Regions from separate parts of the Sus scrofa genome. Here region 1 is linked to region 2. The links are chromatin contacts, called in public Hi-C maps. All regions are on one chromosome and are shown on one strand. The core of a region is the stretch at or near the end of the contact, and the rest is flanking DNA. Distances in the headings are between cores, read along the strand shown. Region 1 holds the start of MLLT3 (protein AF-9). Region 2 overlaps FOCAD (focadhesin).

Region 1 (2,838 bases), core at 51-2,550, 320 kb before region 2:
ACCTCCCGAAGCCCTGGCGGCCAGCACCGCCACACTGGAACGCCTCGCTTAAAGTAACAGGTTCCTGCTGGGGGTGGGGAGAAGGGCGGGGAGGGGACGCTGGGGTGGGGAGAGCAGCCAGCTGGGGAACCATCCCAGCCCCTGTGTAAACTCCTCTCGCCCTACAATAAAAAACGGATTAAAACTGCTGGAATGTAGCCACTGCCTAGAGCCCCCAGCCTCCCGAGAAGGGGCGTTAAATCAAGTCTTTGGCGTTAGTTAGCACGCTCGGGGAAGGGAAGGGGGTTTCTTTTACTTTCCACCACATCTTTTTATGGTTTTGTGCTGAAACGGCAAGAAATTACACCCAAACAAACTTATTTAAAGACAGAGCGAGAGAAATGCCATCCTGCAAACAAGCGTCTAAAAGCAATCGCTGAGACAGTTATAACCGGCAACAATTCCCTGGCCCCCTTCCCTATCCACTCACCCCCTCCCTTCCTGCACCGCCATCGACAATTTTAAAATGAACAAGCCAGAGAAACAAGACGGCAATTTCCTTCCCAGGGACCGCCTCCCGCGTTGGTAATCCCCGGCTGGAAGGCATAACAAAGCAGTGCCCAGGTGAAGGTGAGATAGATACCTGGGAGTGCTGCTGGGTGCAGACCCGCGGGGACCAGGCTAGGAGTTGTTTTCTTGGGGAGGTTGCCCCTCCTGACAGCCTGCTGGGTTGCATCAGAACGTGGAAGATTGTCCTCTGAGAACGCCAGGGACAACTGGGAGTCTTAAAATAGCAGATAAAGTTAATACTGACTGTAATGGGCATAAATTGGATTATAATCTTTAGGCGAATTGGTGACAGACAGCGTAATCCATCTCCGGGTATTAATCCTGTTAGGTTCCCGAGTGACAACCAGTCGCTGGAGTGTTCCCAAAGTCGCGCTCCTGCGATGCTTCTCACTTGGGTTGAACTTGCTCTCAGTGGCGGGGGATAGAACAGCGCAGCCACGCGTGGGGCGGAGTAGGAGTACTAACTAGCTTCCTTTAGCAGCGCAGACAACCTTTACAAAGGAAACGGATAAGATCTAGACAATTGATTTGAAAGTGAAAGATAGCTGTAACTTCGGTTCGTTAAAGAAAGATCCCTGCATCTTCCTATAGCCCACATTCCTTTTTTGCTCTTCTTTTCTTCCCTTTTTCCCTCATCTCCTTCTTTCTCAGTCTTTCCTTTGGCTTTATTCTCTTCTACCTGCCTTCTTTATCTGCCCTGTCTTGCATTTTTTGGCTCAACTTTCTTGCTTTCTTCTTTTCCTTTTTCTTAAAACCACCAAAACAAGTTGTATGGGCCATTGAATTAAAGGGAGCAAGCACAATAGGGGGAAAGAGGTTAGCCGGGGCACCTGGGATCCTTAATGTTAATTTTTCAGTTCTCCCAGCTGCTCACAGGGAGCTAATCGGAATCAGATCTGACCGGTTCGGACCAATTTTAATTTACAATCCAAGCCTCCGGCTTCAGTGCGTTGAACCCCTAAAACTGATGCTCTCCTCTCCCCCAGTTACAACCAAGAAAACCTCTTCTGCTTTAGGACCCTAATTCCTCCCACCCTTCTATTGGATTTAGCATGTAATGTAGAAAACAGCTGAGGATAGAAACATTTTAGTCCAAGGCCAAAAGCTTAAACTTCTCTTAGATTTCTTAGACCCACATGTACATATATGCATAATATTTTTTAGGTGTATGTGTGTCTGTGTGTGTATACGGACTAAGTTTACACACACATAGACAAGCTGTATGTTAGGGTCTACGTGAAGAGTGGACGTACTTGCTATGCATTATTGCATTTTTAGATAGAATAATCAAATTAGAAGTCCTTTGGAGTCGTAAGATAGGAAAGTGATTGTTATCTGGATGTGCCATTAATAAGGCCACTTTCTGGAAGGTGGCAACCATGAGGCAACGAGTCTAGCTTAGCACGCAGGTAAAAAACAACAATCCATTCTTCCTTTGAGTTGACTTCAGGGCTTGGCTAACTTCTAGCAACACCAACCGGGCTGTCTTGGAATTTTCTCTGTAACTTGTACTCGCAATGAGGGAAGAATGTCTCCTTTCGGAATTATGTGTCTGCTGAATAAGATTTATTCCAGGAATCACAAGTAAACCATGGGATCAAAGAAAGGTTCTTTTCCCATTATTCCTCCTTTCTCAAAGAATGCTTTTAAAAACCTTTAGGGGTAATTCTTTCTCCAGACCCTGGAAAAATAGATTCTGTCAGTAGATGGCGCACGGAGCCCTTCCACGGACGTCCTTACGTGACCTCGTTAAAACAAAAAAGACCAAGACCGGAGGGAAAAGAAAAGGCAATCCTGAATACTGAGATTCAACTTTTGGGCAAAAGAATTTATGTCAATCTTTCAATATATTATTTATAACATAATCTAATAAACTATTAATTAAAAGCAATCAAAACAGAAAAAACAGCAGATTAATTTTCTATCCATCATACCTGAAGATCTTTGCACTTTAGGTGAAGTACAACAAGCATGAAACAACCCTTTGGGTTCTTGACGATTTAATTACAGAAAATATTTTGCAAATAAATTTTGAGACAAACTTTTTCCAAAAAAAAAAAATTAAATGGAAGTGATGAGAGATAAAAACCATTTATTTCTTCAAAAAGCAATTATCTTACCAAAATTCATACTGTAGTACTTAGCATATTGTGAGGCACCATAGGGTTAGTTTTTGAGAAGCAGAAAAGAAAAGCAATTGACATTATCATATCGAATAAAATGGTTGATGAAGTGTAAAAAGGGACGCATGGGAATGGTGTCTGGGACTGGTTTTTAACTCCTGATCAC
Region 2 (3,076 bases), core at 167-2,666:
CAAAATCAATACTTGAAACCTTTATGAGAACTGCTATTGATCTAGGGAAATACTGTATTTCAAATGATCATTTTCAGCCTTTGGAAACATCTGTCAGATGATTGGAAAGATTGGCTTAGTCTTTGTGATCATAAATGAAACACTTGCAGAACATTCATTTTGTTCTATTTACCAGCATTAGTATATGTATGTCTGGTTCTGGACAAGAACAAAAAGCTGCCCTATGCCTTTGAATTGATTGTTACATATCTCATGTGTGTGACAGATCAAAAAGTATTTTTAAAGACTTAAGACATGGAAGTGATTTTTTTTTCCCCTCTGCTGCTATGCTACAAATGGCAGTCTCTTCACCATCTGTGTTCATGCTCTTTCTTCAGTATCTTTTCAAGCTACATGTTTTACAGCTAAAAATGAGCCAGGACCATGTAATTCCAGGCAACTTGTTTCATCCTCTCTTGGCTCCTGGCCCCCTTCTTCATGAGTTTAGGAGGAGATGCTGCTGGTTATAGGGCTTGACAAGCTTGCATTGGTGGTTAACTTAATTATGCTACCTGGCGAAACCTTTGGTGGCTCCCCTAAAGTATCCTTCCCTTGTTCCTAGGTTGCCTTCCTTTTACTTTATACCTGCAGAAAACCTTGGGGAAGGACACCAAGAAGCACTTCCCAAGGCAGAATAATTGCAGATTTTTAACTTTGCCCTAATGATCCTCGATTTGATAGCATTTTCCTTTGGGCTGGTGTATTAATAACTGCAGCCATTATTATAATTATTCATGGTTCCCACCTTCGTAATTTCTTAGAGCAGAGGAATCTGAAATATTTGCCTTTTGGTACTAATAAATATTTTACCACATAATGACAGTCTTACCAGATAATGACTTTTTTTGGAGAAAATGTCTATTTTTCTAAAATTAAAATGTTTTGAAGGCTCTTAACTCTGAATAACCAATAATGTCAAATTAAGTGGCCCAAAATGGCCCCTTAGGAGAACAGGATTAGGACAATATGCTGGTCTCAAGAAGGAAAAAAATCCCTTTATAGAAAAGAACGTTGACAGTCAATCCTTTTTTTTTTTTTTTCCTGAGGCTTATGAAAAATGCACTGAATTTAATTCCAGTCTAGAATTTATTCAGAAAAGCATATTATTCCAAGTTCTGCTTCTATCAGAACTCCCAGAGGAGACTAGTAGGATCTCTTCAGCATTTGTTTAGGATATTTAAGTTTACTTTACTCTGGAGAACTATAATAGGACTTAGTTAAAAGCTATTAAAATTGTGTGTGCACGTGTGTGTGTTTTCTCACTGCAAAAGGCAAATCCTTTACCTTAGGCAAAACCACTATCCTCTTGGTTGGAGAAGATAGTATTTAAAGTGCTCTCTGGCTGGCTGGCATTCCTGGGGCTGCATTCCACTGAACATGGTCTGAGGCAGCACCGGGAGAGCTGACATGAAGGGACCCCTTGATAATAAAGTGTTGGTGATGAAGCCCACAACTCTGCCTCAAAAAAACAGATGTAGAGCTACCTTTTAAGTTTAATTTTACCCTAGAAGTCATAGTTCTCACTAAAACAATTACCAAAACCACATCAATTACTGTATAGAGACAGAAAAATATAAGGCTAGACTCACCTTTTTATTAAAAAAAAAAAGAATAGAATTTAAAACCCCTACATTTGAGACCGGAAATCAGAAGTCATAGTCTTTGCAAGAGAGATTTGGAATGATCATTGATAATATCAGCTCAATGGGTTAGTCAATGTTCTGAAGAAAATCACCTTAGCATTCTTAGAAAAAAATTTTTTTTTAAAAATTCTGAACTTGGTTCTTATTTTTCAGTGATTTAAAATTTGAATGAGCTGAGAAAATGCAAAAGTAGCAGTTTTAGGGTTAATAAACTAAACTAAAAATTAAAAGGTTTTAAGGTTTGCAAGTGATTATAATCTTCAGAAAACTAATTATTGAATGAATTCTCTGACTCATCTCTCTGTCTCAAAATATATGTGAATGATCAATATTATTATTTGCTCCTTTTATGTTTTTTTAAAGAAATGCATTTTCAATAAAATACTGAGCAAAATATAATTACATAGTAAATATTTGGGACCTTTGAATGATTTTAAATAATTCAGTTTCCCCTCTTGGTCTTTCCCTAGTGATATATCTGGCCAGCAGATGAAACTTCTTCTGATGAAGTCTTTGGATGCTCTGGAAAATTGCTGCTTTGATACTAGTCTTGAATACAAGTATGTTGATTCCATTTCCTCTCTGTTACTCAGAGACTGGTTCTTTCTTTACTATAAATTTTGCATTCTGTGGAGAGATACTTGTAGGACCCAACCATGAATACCTTTGTGCAGAGTTTTCATTGATAATAAAAAAATCTGTAATTAAAGCTTATTTGTTCTGAAAACCGTGTTTCAGAAATTGACAGTTTGTTTCTGTACAAAGCAACGAATGTCACTTTGTGGCTGTCATTAAGTTTACCAATACCTTAGATTCCGTTTTGTTCTTATCATCCGAGGATACCTGGAGACTTGTACTTATGACTTAACCTTTCTAAAGATTTGTTGGAAATACTCTTTGAATTTGATTTGACTAAGAGAGCCTTTGACCCATGTTTTGGATTTCCCTAAGAAACCCAAAGTCTGAGGAATCAAAATGGAAACAAACAAGTTACACCAGAGGTTCCCAACCCATTCAGTATTAATAGATCCTCTTTTTTTCCTGCCACAAACTTCATGCTTTTTAAAGATTTTGTCTATTAAACTAAGTGTCTTAAAATTTATTTTCTTGTTCCAGTCATGAAAAACAACAGAAACAAAAAGGAATAATGAGAAAAGAATGCCTCAAAAAAATGGTATTAAACATAGGTGTTTCGTGAGACATTGAATGTTTCAACTCATTCAGGTGCCTTGTGTGGGCAAACATACTGTTTTGTCAGGCTTTCTGAAATATTGACACCATTGAGAACCTACATTGTACCTCTTTGGACTCCCATATGTTTTGGAACCTCAGGATTGGATCTTCTGTGTTTGAAGTTACTAGGAAACTCAGCAGATTATAAGCACTAACCTCCA

What was found. A called contact is a pair of places that touch in the nucleus more often than the background predicts.
Region 1: a contact with region 2 is called in a Hi-C map of adipocytes, with 3 times the contacts expected there. The contact joins the promoter of MLLT3 here to the enhancer-like site in region 2. A contact is called at or near these places in 5 of 5 promoter capture datasets (fetal liver, fetal skeletal muscle, liver and 1 more), 28 of 47 Hi-C or Micro-C datasets (adipocytes, alveolar macrophages, blood and 16 more) and 2 of 2 datasets of contacts at active chromatin or transcription factors (alveolar macrophages and skeletal muscle).

The regions. Positions count from the first base shown.
Region 1 is chr1:202,315,920-202,318,757 of Sscrofa11.1, reverse strand. It overlaps MLLT3 (protein AF-9), which reads right to left and starts at 1,300. Exons shown (of 11, transcript XM_013993522.2): 1 at 623-1,300. The coding sequence starts at 805.
Region 2 is chr1:202,000,246-202,003,321 of Sscrofa11.1, reverse strand. FOCAD (focadhesin) reads left to right here. Exons shown (of 43, transcript XM_021063120.1): 27 at 2,153-2,242. Among named protein-coding and RNA genes, the nearest start is that of HACD4, 120 kb to the right of the region's middle. Within about 2 kb of position 1,416, at least 1 of the 83 cell types and tissues checked has an H3K27ac peak or open chromatin away from gene starts, as enhancers often do.